Regions from separate parts of the Triticum aestivum genome. Here region 1 is linked to region 2. Evidence: chromatin contacts called from public Hi-C data. All regions are on one chromosome and are shown on one strand. Each heading gives the region's core, a stretch centred on a gene start, on an enhancer-like site or on the middle of the called end of the contact. The rest is flanking DNA. Distances are from core to core; before and after follow the strand shown.

What was found. Hi-C and Micro-C count contacts between places; a contact is called where the count stands out from the background.
Region 1: a Hi-C map of leaf shows a contact between it and region 2, with 5 times the contacts expected there. The contact joins the promoter of LOC123062748 here to the enhancer-like site in region 2. A contact is called at or near these places in 2 of 5 Hi-C or Micro-C datasets (both in leaf).

What each region holds. Positions count from the first base shown.
Region 1 is chr3A:632,319,519-632,326,100 of IWGSC CS RefSeq v2.1, forward strand. It overlaps LOC123062748 (protein NRT1/ PTR FAMILY 5.10), which reads left to right and starts at 1,442. Exons shown (of 4, transcript XM_044486397.1): 1 at 1,442-1,759; 2 at 1,845-2,062; 3 at 2,239-2,729; 4 at 2,856-3,875. The coding sequence starts at 1,633. The coding sequence ends at 3,669.
Region 2 is chr3A:632,105,247-632,111,823 of IWGSC CS RefSeq v2.1, forward strand. LOC123062745 (phospholipase ABHD3) reads left to right here. Exons shown (of 14, transcript XM_044486394.1): 12 at 1-77; 13 at 166-232; 14 at 585-1,204. The coding sequence ends at 1,040. Among protein-coding and RNA genes, the nearest start is that of LOC123062745, 8.4 kb to the left of the region's middle. Within about 2 kb of position 2,410, at least 6 of the 8 cell types and tissues checked have an H3K27ac peak or open chromatin away from gene starts, as enhancers often do. A contact at or near this core is called in leaf, where this site is marked.

The DNA.
Region 1 (6,582 bases), core at 192-2,691, 210 kb after region 2:
ATACAAGAGACGATGTAGGACCCTTTAAGAAAGTTTGAGGACCTAGGGTCTTTTTGATTCATGAGCTTGTAAAAATGTAGGATTGGAATGGCATGCCCATTCATCCTCCATGATTTTGGTTCATTCGATTAAAAAGACAAAAACAATTTTTATAGGCCTAAGTGTATGCTAAATTTCCTCTCGTTTTTCTCCGCTAACCCTAGGCGGGTATGAAAAATTCTCCCCTCCAGACTTCATCGACGAGCCCATGGATTCGCCTTCCCTCTACATGCCACTCCAGTGGCCGGTGGCAGGGAGGGGAATCACGGTGCCTTCGCTCCGGTTAGTAGTTTAGATTAGGGTTTGGTCCTCGCAAGTGCGAGGCTCAGGCGGATGGCGGCTCCTTCTTCGAGTTTGTCCTTTGGACTCCGGTCCTCCTTGAGTTCGTCTGTCTGGACGTAGTCGACAGAGCTACGGCATAGAATCCTATTGTCGCCTTGGGGCGGTGAGGTTAGTGTTTCTCATCATGTGGCGAATTTGGTGCTAGGTACTTCAAATTTATACAAGGGTTCAACGACGACGACTGCAGCTCCATGGCTAGTTACTTCAGATCTATGCAAGACTTTCCAGCTGTCATCGACAAGGTCAAGCCGTCTCCGGTAAAGGAGTAGCGATAGAGGCTCGTTCTGGCGGCAGTGGTGGTCGTTCGCTGGTCTCAAAATCTCGATGTAATCTTTGTTATGTTTGAGATGCTTTGTACTTTTGATGAATTTTTTGCAATAGATCTGATCTTTTTCAAAAAAAAAATGTATGCTACATTTTCTATGAAATGTAGCGGAAAGAAATCCTTCCTACAGATCAAACTTCGGTTGATACGGAAAAAATACATTGAAAATTCCAATATTTTAAGAATAATTTGAAAATCCTATGAATCAAATAGGTCTTTTAAAAACAGAGCTTTTGGGGCATCTCATTCGTCACATTACAGTAATAGGGTGACATCTCCCGCAAGAGATCCGGGCGATGCCCACGCGATTCCGCGCGACGCAACCGGCCAAACGGCCGGGGCCGCACCAACTCCAGATCATGCCGCCTCTCCCGCATACGCACGTCTCCCGCCATCCCCCGCGCCGATTCGATAGGTAGGTGGCGCGATTCTCCGACTCTACCGCACTGGCGTCATCACACACAGTACGGATTCAGGATCATGCCCTGATCCATCCATGGCCGCCTGCCGTCGCCGTGCTCCTGCACGCCATTCACGGGGAAAGCACCGCATTTCTTTTTTCCTTTTTGCTGGGAAGGATATCGTCATGGGCAGCATCATTATCAATTTACCCACCACGTGAGGCGTACACATCCGTGTAAAGTCGCACGGTCCATTTTACTACCCCGGAGCGGAAGATTCCCAGAGAAAAAAGAGCGTATTTTGATAGCGAAAAGCGAAGTGAAAGGGCGGAATGCAGCGTGAATCGTGTCGCGTACCTCCTTGTCCGAGCTGCGCGCTGCCCCGATCCCGTACTGTACCCCGGCCGGCCGCCACGGTCGGTATATGATGCCCGCCACGCCCCCCGTCGCATTTGCACAGCCCCTTCCGGCTCAGTTTGCCGGCACGCACACGCAACAGACCAGGCCCGACTGACGAAGAACGGAATGGACGCCACCCGCGCCCTCCTCCTGCCCCGCTCCGACGGCGCCGTGCCCGGCGTCGTCGACTTCCGCGGCGGCCCCGCGCCCCGCGCCTCCACCGGCCGATGGTCCGCCGCCATGTTCGTCCTCGGTACGTGCGGCCCCGATCCAGCCCATGATGATCATCGATCGAGGGGAGGGGTGGCCTTAATTTGGGTTCTTTTTTGGGATTGAAGGTGTGGAGATCGCGGAGCGGTTCGCGTACCACGGCGTGTCGGCCAACCTCATCAGCTACCTGACGGGCCCGCTTGGGGAGTCCACGGCCGGCGCCGCCGCGGCGATCAACGCGTGGAGCGGCGTCGCCACGATGCTGCCGCTGCTGGTGGCCTGCGTCGCCGACGCCTGGCTCGGCCGGTTCCGCACCATCGTGCTCGCCTCCGTCCTCTTCGTCGTGGTCAGCCCACTTTTCCCCTCCCCTCCCGTAAAAATTCCCCTTTTTGACATAAAAAGTGCTCCATGAACGAACGAACCCCTTTCTGTCTGCCCTCCCCCAATCAATCAAGCCCGCGCACTCCCACTGACAGAGAAGCGCGTCCAGCTGACCACTGACAGCCGGGTTTGCCGTTGCAGAGCATGGGCATGCTGACCCTGTCCTCGGCGCTCCCGGTGTTCCACTCGGACGGGTGCACCAGCTTCACCTCGCTGTCGGGCGCGTGCTCGCCGTCGCCGGTGCAGGTGACCATCTTCTACGTCTCGCTCTACCTGGTGGCGCTGGCGGAGGCCGGGCACAAGCCGTGCGCGCAGGCGTTCGGCGCCGACCAGTTCGACCAGCACCACCCCGAGGAGTCCGTCTCCCGGAGCTCCTTCTTCAACTGGTGGTACTTCGGCATGTGCTCCGGCACCGCCGCCACCACCATGGTCTCCAGCTACATCCAGGACAACATCGGCTGGGGCCTCGGCTTCGGCATCCCCTGCCTCGTCATGGTCTTGGCGCTCGCCATGTTCCTGCTAGGCACCCGCCGCTACCGCTACTACACCTCCACCCAGTCCAGCCCCTTCGCCCGCCTCGCCAGGGCCTTCGTCGCGCTCCTCAAAGGCTCCAAGTCCAGCCAATGCGCCAAGTATGATCACTCATCAATCATCATCCATCGTTCTCGTTTGAAATCTGCAATTTGGCCATGAGAATTCTGAATGCATCATGCTGTCAGGCTTACCAATTAATGTGTTTGGTCTCTTGCGACGAACAGCACTCTTGCCGGCGAGGATGGAGAATTCAACGCGGAGCACCGTGAGGAGGTTAGGGGCCTGCTGCGGCTGTTCCCCATCTGGGCGACGTGCATCATCTACGCCGTCATCTTCTCCCAGTCCTCGACCTTCTTCACGAAGCAGGCCGCGACGCTGGACCGGCGGATCGGGGCCACCTTCCGCGTGCCGCCGGCGGCGCTGCAGACGTTCATCAGCCTGACCATCATCACCTTCATCCCGGTCTACGACCGGCTGTTCGTGCCGGCGGCGCGGCGGTTCACGCGCCTGTCCTCGGGCATCACCATGCTGCAGAGGATCGGCACGGGCCTCGTCCTGGCGCTGGTGGCCATGGTGGTGGCGGCGCTGGTGGAGGCGAGGCGGCTGGGCGTGGCGCGGGAGGCCGGCCTCGTGGACGACCCCAAGGCGGCGCTGCCGATGAGCCTGTGGTGGATGGTGCCGCAGTACGTGCTGTTCGGGCTGTCGGACGTGTTCGCCATGATCGGGCTGCAGGAGTTCTTCTACGACCAGGTGCCCGACGCGCTGCGCAGCCTGGGGCTGGCCTTCTTCCTCAGCATCTTCGGGGTGGGCCACTTCCTCAGCAGCTTCCTCATCTCCGCCATCGACGGCGCCACCAAGAAGGGCGGCGCCAGCTGGTTCTCCAACAACCTCAACCGCGCCCACCTCGACTACTTCTACTGGCTGCTCGCCGGGCTCTGCGCGGCGGAGCTGGCCGCGTTCGTGGTTGTCTCGCGCGTCTATGTTTACAAGAAGAAGGTGGCTCACCATGACCATGACGACGGTGGCGCTGTCATGTGATCGCTTGTAAGGTGGTTTTCTTTTTTGCGAATGTACAGATGTATAGCGCTATAGTATAATGTTGTGCCGAGTTCAGCTATACTGCAAGTTTCTTTTAGAAACACCTGTAATTTTACGGGGATGGCTCTAGACAAACGTTTTTTTTTTTGAAATTAACTGTCGCCGCTTTATTTATTAAACGAAGTCGGGAATCTCATCCGATACAATCTCAAGAATGCAGTCTGGTGGAGATGATAGCCACTCCTGCGAGCCCTCATCACCCATTCCCACCTTAGCTAACCTATCAGCGGCGGCATTTGCACAACGGCGAACCCACGAAACTCTAACAGAAACAAAATGCATCAGCATCGCCTTGACTTCTTCCATGATCGGCCCCAGGGCGGAGAGGTACATGTCCGGCCTGTTAAGCATCGAAACCACCCTTGCGGAGTCGCTCTCGAGATGAAGCCTTGACACGTCTGTTTTACTCAATAGCTCGATTGCTTTCTTACATGCCAGAAGCTCCACCTTGTCCGGGTCATCCACATGTCCCAGGAAATGGCACGAAGCTGCTCGGAATGCACCTTTGTGATCTCGCAGCACCACACCATCGCCCCCTTCTCCCGGTGTTTGGAAACCGATCCATCTGCATTGGCTTTGATCCAACCCGGCTCCGGCGGCTCCCACGCCTCTCTTTCCCTCGCCACCCACGGGATCACCTCCTTCTTGTGGATCTCCTCCCACTCCTTCACATACGCAGCCACAGATAGTGATATTTCATGTGGCTCAGCTATCTTCCTGTAACGCCCTCGATGCGGCTATATCTTCTACGTGTCGAAGCATGACTTAGAGGCATAACCGCATTGAAAGCAATGTCGCAAGTGAGGTATCTTCGCAAACAACCCATGTAATACATAAAGGGAAAGAGATACATAGTTGGCTTACAATCGCCACTTCACACAATTACAAGAATAAAGCATTACATCATCCAGATATAAACAAGGTCCGACTACAGAACCAAACTAAAAGAAGACTACCCCAAAAGCTACACAGATCACCGATCGTCCCGACTGGGCTCCACTACTGATCAACTAGAACGAAATAACACAAAGGACAAGATCTTCATCGAGCTCCTCCTTGAGCTTGGTTGCGTCACCTGCACAGTTCATCGGCACCTGCAAATTGGTTTTGGAAGTAACTGTGAGTCATGGGGACTCAGCAATCTCACACCCTCGCGATCACGACTATTTAAGCTTATAGGAAGGGTAAAAGGTATGAGGTGGAGCTGCAGCAAGCGACTAGCATATATGGTGGCTAACATACGCAAATGAGAGCGAGAAGAGAAGGCAAAAGCACGGTCGACGAACTATGATCAAGAAGTGATCCTAGAACAACCTACATCAAGCATAACTCCAACACCGTGTTCACTTCCCGGACTCCGCCGAGAAGAGACCATCACGGTTACACACGCGGTTGGTGCATTTTAATTAAGGTCAACTTCAGGTTTTCTACAACCGGACATTAACAAATTCCCATCTGCCCATAACCGCGGGCACGGCTTTCGAAAGTTCAAATCCCTGCAGGGGTGTCCCAACTTAGCCCATCACAAGCTCACACGGTCAACGAAGGATATTCCTTCTAGCGGGAAGACCCGATCAGACTCGGAATCCCGGTTACAAGACATACTCGACAATGGTAAAACAAGTCCAGCAACACCGCTCGAATGTGCCGACAAATCCCGATAGGAGCTGCACATATCTCGTTCTCAGGGCACACTCAGATAGGTCAAGCTACGAGTAAAACCAACCCTCAAGTTGCTCCGAGGTGGCCCCGCAGGCTGCCCAGTTCGGACCAACACTCAGAGGAGCACTGGCCCGGGGGGGGGGGGGGTTAAAATAAAGATGACCCTTGGGCAGGCCTACCCAAGGGAAAGAAAAGGCTAGGTGGCGAATGGTAAAACCAATGTTGGGCATTGCTGGAGGAGTTTTATTCAAGGCGAACTGTCAAGGGGTTCCCATTATAACCCAACCGCGTAAGGAACGCAAAATCCGAGAACATAACACTGATATGACGGAAACTAGGGCGGCAAGAGTGGAACAAAACACCAGGCATAAGGCCGAGCCTTCCATCCTTTACCAAGTATATAGATGCATTAATTAAATAAGAGATATTGTGATATCCCAACAAAATATCCATGTTCCAACAAGGAACAAGCTCCAATCTTCACCTGCAACTAACAACACTATAAGAGGGGCTGAGCAAAGCGGTAACATAGCCAAACAATGGTTTGCTAGGACAAGGTGGGTTAGAGGCTTGGTTTAACAATATGGGAGGCATGATAAGCAAGTGGTAGGTATCGCATCATAGGCATAGCAAAAGAGCGAGCAACTAGCAAGCAAAGATAGAAGTGATTTCGAGGGTATGGTCATCTTGCCTGAGATCCCGCAAGGAAGAAGAACGAGTCCATGAAGAAGACAAACGAACGTAGTCAAACGGTTCCTCACAAACGCAACGTTGTCGGAACCAACATGAAGAAGCAACACAGGAAAGAAGCACACAACATAGTAAACAACCATCACATACTCATGGCATGATGCACAACCAAGTATGATGCATGTCCGGTTTAATGAAGCATGACATGGTAAAGTGCAACAAACAACACTACAAGTTAAGTGGAGCTCAATATGCAACGGAGTTGCATATTGAAAAAACGCCATTTGACTTATTTAGTTCTCTCTCGTTTATGTACCCAACAAGATTAAATGTTGATGTAGCGAACAGACCTCAAACGGTCTGATCTCTGTGCTCCGGTGTCATCCCTGGATCAGTAATGCTAACACCACACAATACTCGGAGGATTTATAGGAGAGTAGAAATCACACACTTATTACATCGAGTGTCTCATAAGAGAACTTATTACAATAAATATGGCTT
Region 2 (6,577 bases), core at 1,160-3,659:
AAGAACATTGTTTTGGCGACTACTCAGAATGGTGGCCATCTCGCATTTTTTCAAGGACTAACTGCTGGAAAACTATGGTATGGTGATCGTACTATATCTGAAAATGTTTAGTATATCCATGTGGGTTATATTTTTATTGCATGATTTAATTGAAATACTTTGTAGGTGGGTTGGAGCTGTGTCTGAGTTCCTTTGTGCTCTGCATGACAGCTCGTACATGCATCGACAAAAGGTGTGTCACTATATCATACTTCATGGATGAAAGCACCTAATTGCAGCGCTTTGGCTCCCGGGTCCATTGGAGCCCGAGTTCAAAAAACTAAAATGAAATACATATTTTGAAATACATAAAGATGTGATCTACATACATGTAAAATAGTTAAATCTATATGTACTAGTGCAAAAAAGAAAAAAGAAAAACATATTTTATTTTGGAACACCAAAATGTGTTCTGTAAACTTTGAGAAAAAAGGGGGGCTCCAACTGAACTGAGCTCATTTTATGATATCCTCGTATCCGTATGTCGCACACCCAATTTTGATATGGTCTTTACATTGGTCTGTTAATGTCGTAACTAAATGCAGGCGGAAGATCATGTTCTGCATTCTTCACTGGAGTCGTCCATTGACAAGAGCCCGTACGTCAACATCCTTGGAGATGGAATGATAGCTCCGGTCGGAAACGATGGCCCCCCTTCTAGCCAGATCACCGATGATCTGAAGCCGAATGCCACGGTGAACAGCACACAACAAGATGAACAAGCCAAGGAAGCGGAGAACAATAGCGGCACGGATGCAGTGCCCGCTCAAAGCCCTGCAGCTGCAGGGTCCGCAAAGCAGCAAGGGGAGGAACGCTACGCTGATAAGATCCGCGATGCCATGGCTCCCGTCAAGAGATCCGTAAACAAGCTCGCCCGGTACCAAGGGAGGTCAGTCTGGCTCCTCGCGTACGTTGCCTTGGTGACATCGTGGCCGCTGCTTGGCCCCCTGGCTTTCATGCTCTTCAGGAAGAAGTCAAGGAATCCTCTGTCCGCTAAGTAATCATGGTACAGATAAGTAAACTCTGCGCATAGTATTTACTCCTTTTGCATCATGGTCTGTATGCACGCCTTGGTGCAGTGGTCGGAATAATAACGGTGTCATACGTGCACCTGTCTTCAGCTATACGTGTTTAGGCAATTTTGTGCGGATAAGATGCTTCCATATCGTCGTGTTGCCATCTCGCACCAACCTGCATGTGTTACTACCATGGAAGAGAAAAGGCTGGGTTTGTCTTGTTGATCCCCTCTCTGGGCGCTTGCTAGAGACAAGTGGCTGGTGTGGAGGGTTTCTGTCTTCTTTAATCCAAGAAAGTGAGAATGGGAAAACGGGAAATTGGTGGTTTCCGTAGGTGGTTAACATTCTCAAGTGTCAACAAAAGGGACAATGGCTGACATTGACGTATCATCTCCTTGACGTGGCTATGCTCCTGGTCAGATTTGCTTGGATCGTCTACGATTTCGGTGCAGTGACTAGTGAGATATCTTTTGGGAGCACTTGTTCGATTCCTGGCCACACACGCGTGGCCCCGGCCGGCCTCTGCTCCGCTTTCGTTCTTGGCCTAGCGTAAAATTCCCTGCCTGCCTTTTCATGCCGATAAGATGCGCTTTTCTGAAAAACGATTCTGAATTTTCCGTTGGGAGATATACTTGCATCTTCCTCTGAATAATCTACAGAAATCTTCCGTTGAGAGATATACTTGCATCTTCCTCTGAATTATCTACGGAAATCTTATCTGGCGACCGTTCGCCGGGAAGGGATGACAGCTCGAATGTTTTTATTGACAGTTTTAGTTGTTAGGGGGTTGGCAGTTTTTTCAAAGCGACGTGTCATTTTCTGGTATGAAAGCTCAAAACTGTCATCCCACTGAATAATGTCACGTAACTATGAAAAAACTGTCATCCCACACACAACTAAAAATGTCATCAAAATGTTTGCAAGAGTGTCATCCATTCCTCGCCAGAGAATAGGGTCCATAACCTATTCGTTGTCACGCAAGCCACTTTGACATGGAGTACTATATACTACTAGTACTATAAAACTATATATGGCGGAGAAATTATGGTGGCTTGTGATTTGCTGGCTTGTTGCGTGAACCATTCCGCCCGATCTTGAGGCGTGCACGGATTTCACAAGACCAATAAACAAATACTCCCAAGCTCAACCACGATCCTTCCAACTCTGCTGGATAATCGAAAACTACGTGAGTAGCTGTACGTGCTGGCCCTACTGCTGCCAAATGTAAAGCCAGAATACTTCCAGGGAGCGAGTTTGGCGAGACGGCTGCGTCGGTCGCCATGACCGGTCTGGTTCAAGCAGAGGCGGGCGTGCCCAGGCCAGCTGCCCCCACGGTGATTTGGACCGCAGGGACCAACAGGGCAGGCACAGTACGTGCGCTTCTGTTGGAGTGCGTGATATGTTTCTTCGCCTGGCTTGTGTGGTGCCCCATGTGCGGCGGATGACCTCAGGGATGATGTCAAAACGAGTTCCTTCTTCTGCCGCGTCGCCGTCGCCATTGTGGCAGCTCTTGTGTGCCGTGACATCCTTGCCAATGTAGTAGTGCCGCTGCGTGCATCCTGGCCACAGTTTTTTTTGTTGGTAGCTTACCAAGCTGGCCACGGATTTCCTGGGTGTTATTTGTAAGATTTTATGAACTTCTGTGTACCGCCGTCTTCTCTTGTGCTGCTCAATGGCATTCCTGGCACCCCCATTCCTCATGTGTGAGGCTTGCGACGGGGCGCCTCCCTCTCCCCTTTGTTGTTCGTTATGACGGCAGGCCCCGTCAACCACATCCTTGAGCATGCCACGAGCATCGGCCTCCTTTCAAGGCTCATGGGATTGTCACGGGCCTGGTAACCAATTGTCAGAAGAGCTCGGTGGTGCCGATCCGGTGCCATGGGATTGACCTCGATGATGTGCTCCGCGGCTTCTTGACAATGAAATCCGCCTTCCGCATAAGATACCTTGGGCTCCCGCTTACCACGGGTTGCCTCAGGCGTAGCGATTTTGCAGTACCTTGAGACAAGGTGGCAGCCAAGCTGATGTCGTGGTGTGGCAGGCACACTACCACGGTTGGAAGGAATGTTTTGGTAAAGGATGTGCTCACCTCACTTGTCATCTACCACCTCACCCCATTGGACATCCCCATTGTTGTTCTATCCTACACTGATAAGCTTCGGCGTGCGTGCCTTTGGGCGACTAGCGACAAGATCTCGGGTGCAAATGTAAGATCTGGTGGGATAAAGTTTGTTGGCCTTGGAATCCTTAACCTAGAAAATTTTGTTGCCGCTCTTCGCCTACGACGGCTTTGGTTTGAATGGACGGACGACTCTAAGTCTTGGATTGGCCTCGGGAACCCCTACATCGATGACGATAGAGATATCTTTGTAGCAGTCATCGGTGATGGAAGAAGGCGAGGTTCTGGAGCTCACCATGAACCTAAACCGACATATCTCGGGGTAGGGGATCCTAAGCTAGGCGTCTAGGAGCGATGGTAATAAGGACACTGATGACCCACAAGTATAGGGGATCAATCGTAGTCCTTTCGATAAGTAAGAGTGTCGAATCCAACAAGGAGCAGAAGGAAATGACAAGTGGTTTTCAGCAAGGTAATTTCTGCAAGCACTGAAATTGTCGGTAGCAGATAGTTTGGTAGCAAGATAATTTGTAACGAGCAAGTAATGGTAACGTTAAGTAAAGTGCAGCAAGGTAGCCAAACCCTTTTGTGGCAAAGGACAGACCAAAATGGTTTCTTATAATAGGCAAAGCGTTCTTGAGGGTACACGGGAATTTCATCTAGTCACTTTCATCATGTTAGTTTGATTCGTGTTTGCTACTTTGATAATTTGATATGTGTGTGGACCGATGCTTAGGTATTATTCTTACTTGAACAAACCCCCTACTTATAATTAACCCCCTCGCAAGCATCCGCAACTACGAGAAAAGTATTAAGATAAAATCTAACCATAGCATTAAACTTTTGGATCCAAATCGGCCCCTTACGAAGTAGCACATAAACTAGGGTTTAACCACTCTAGCAACCCATCATCTAATAACTACTCCATAATGCATTCCCTTAGGCCCAAATATGGTGAAGTGCCATGTAGTCGACGTTCACATGACACCACTAAGGGAATCACAACATACATAGCATCAAAATATCAAACACATATCAAGTTCACATGATTTCTTGCAACAAGATTTTTCCCGTGACCTCAAGAACAAAAGTAACTACTCACAAATGATAATCATGCTCAAGATCAGAGGGGTATTAAATAGCATAATGAATCCAAACATAAAATCTTCCACCAAACAAACCATATAGTGATCAACTACAAGATGTAATCAACACTACTAGTCACCCACAGGTACCAATCTGAGGTTCCGGTACAAAGATTGAACATAAGAGATGAACTAGGGTTTGAGAGGAGATGATGTTGTTGAAGATTTCCCTCCCTAAGATGAGAGGGTTGTTGGTGATGACGATGACGATGATTTTCCCCTCCGGGAGGGAAGTCCCCCCTGCGAAATCGCTCCACCAGAGGGCAAAAGTGCTCCTGCCCAAGTTCCGCCTCGAGACGGCGGCGCTTCATCCCGAAAGTCCTCTCCTCATTTTTTTCTAGGTCAAAATGACTTATATATCAGAAGAGGGGCGCCGGAGGTGGGCTGAGCTAAGCACAACCCACCAGGGCGCGCCTGGGGTGCCTGGCATGCCTAGGTGGGTTGTGCCCACCTGGTGGGCCCCTCCGGTAGTTATTTGCTCCAATACTTTTCATATATTCCAAAATAATTCTCCATAAATTTTCAGCTCATTTGGAGATGTGTAGAATAGGTAACTCTGATGTAGCTTTTCAGGTCCAGAATTCCAGCAGCCGGTATTCTCCCTCTTTGTGTAAACCTTGCATGTTATGAGAGAAAAGGCATTAGAATTACTCCAAAAAGCATTATTATGCATAAAAGCATTATAAATAACAGTATGAAAACATGATGCAAAATGGACGTATCAACTCCCCCAAGCTTAGACCCCGCTTGTCCTCAAGCCAAAAACCAAAATCGAAAAATATGTCCACATGCTTAGAGAGAGATGTGTCGATAAAAACAAAATACGGACATAGAAGCATCATGCATATTATTATAACAGCAACAAACTTTATCATAGAACTTTATCACATAACTTTTATCATATAACTTCTCACGAACAAGTAACAATTCATCACAACATCGAAGTATAAAGCATAGACTCTATTGAAAACCAACAAACTATGTTCTCAGTCAACTTTGCAACTACAATTCATTATCTTTTCAAGAAGGGTTATTATCGAAGCCTTTTGGCAAGTCCACATACCCAACCATCATATAATCTTCTATGATTCTAACACTCATTGCATACCCACGGGCAAAAAGTTTCAACCAGACACATAGAAAGATAGGGGCTTATAGTTTCGCCTCCCAATGTATTCACCTCAAGGGTGATGTCAACAATAATAACGCATGCTCACTCACATCCAACTAGATATATGTGCCTAGATCTTTCCTCACCACATGATGCTTGCGAAAGAGAAAATAAAAAGGAATAGGGAAGAATACTTTGACTCTTGCATAAAAGTAAATACATAAAAGTAAAAGATAGGCCCTTCGTAGAGGGAAGTAGAGGTTGTCATGCGCTTTTTGTTTGTATGCCAAATCCCTTAATGCAAAAGAACGCCATGTAATACCTTCCCTTGTTGTGAACATCAAAGAGAGAAGGCGAAGGTAAAAATGTATCCACAACTGATTTTTTTAATAAACAGCAGGTTATATGTTATAATTATGGGATTCACCACTAAGGAACTTATGGCGTTTCATGGTGTCAAAGTCTAAGTACTACGTGGGTAGGATAGGGTCATTTTTTTATTGCACGGGAAATTCAGAAAACGGATAAAGCATGGAATTTTATTTTATTTAGCTAAGAAAAACAGAAAATAAAAGGTAAATACAAAAAGTAGTGGCTACTAAATTCATCAACTTCATACCTCTCAAAAGTGATCCATTAATAATGTTGATCAAGTCTTATTAACAACCACCTTCAATTAGCATGAAACCGAAGAACTTTCATAAAACACAAAGTTACCTCAACGGGGATATGCATGTCCCCAACAATAAGTATATCATATTTCTTTTTGGCACTAGGAAGAGGTAGTTGAAAACTTCCAATAGTGATTGTCAGAGATTTTTAAAAACATTAATACCATTCACTTGGAATTGTTTCTTCGGAAAGTGCACAATATGCTCATTATCATTGATATGAAAAGTGACATTGCTTTTTTTGCAATCAATAACAGCCCCTGCACTATTCAAAAAGGGTCTACCAAGGATAATCGACATGTTGTCGTCCTCGGGCATCTCAAATATAACAATGTCGGTTAAGATAGTAACATTTGCAACAACAACTGGAACATCCTCACAAATACCGATAGGTATGGCAGTTGATTTGTCAGCCATTTGCAAAGATATTTTAGTAGGTGTGAGTTTATTCAAATCAAGTCTTTTATATAAAGAGA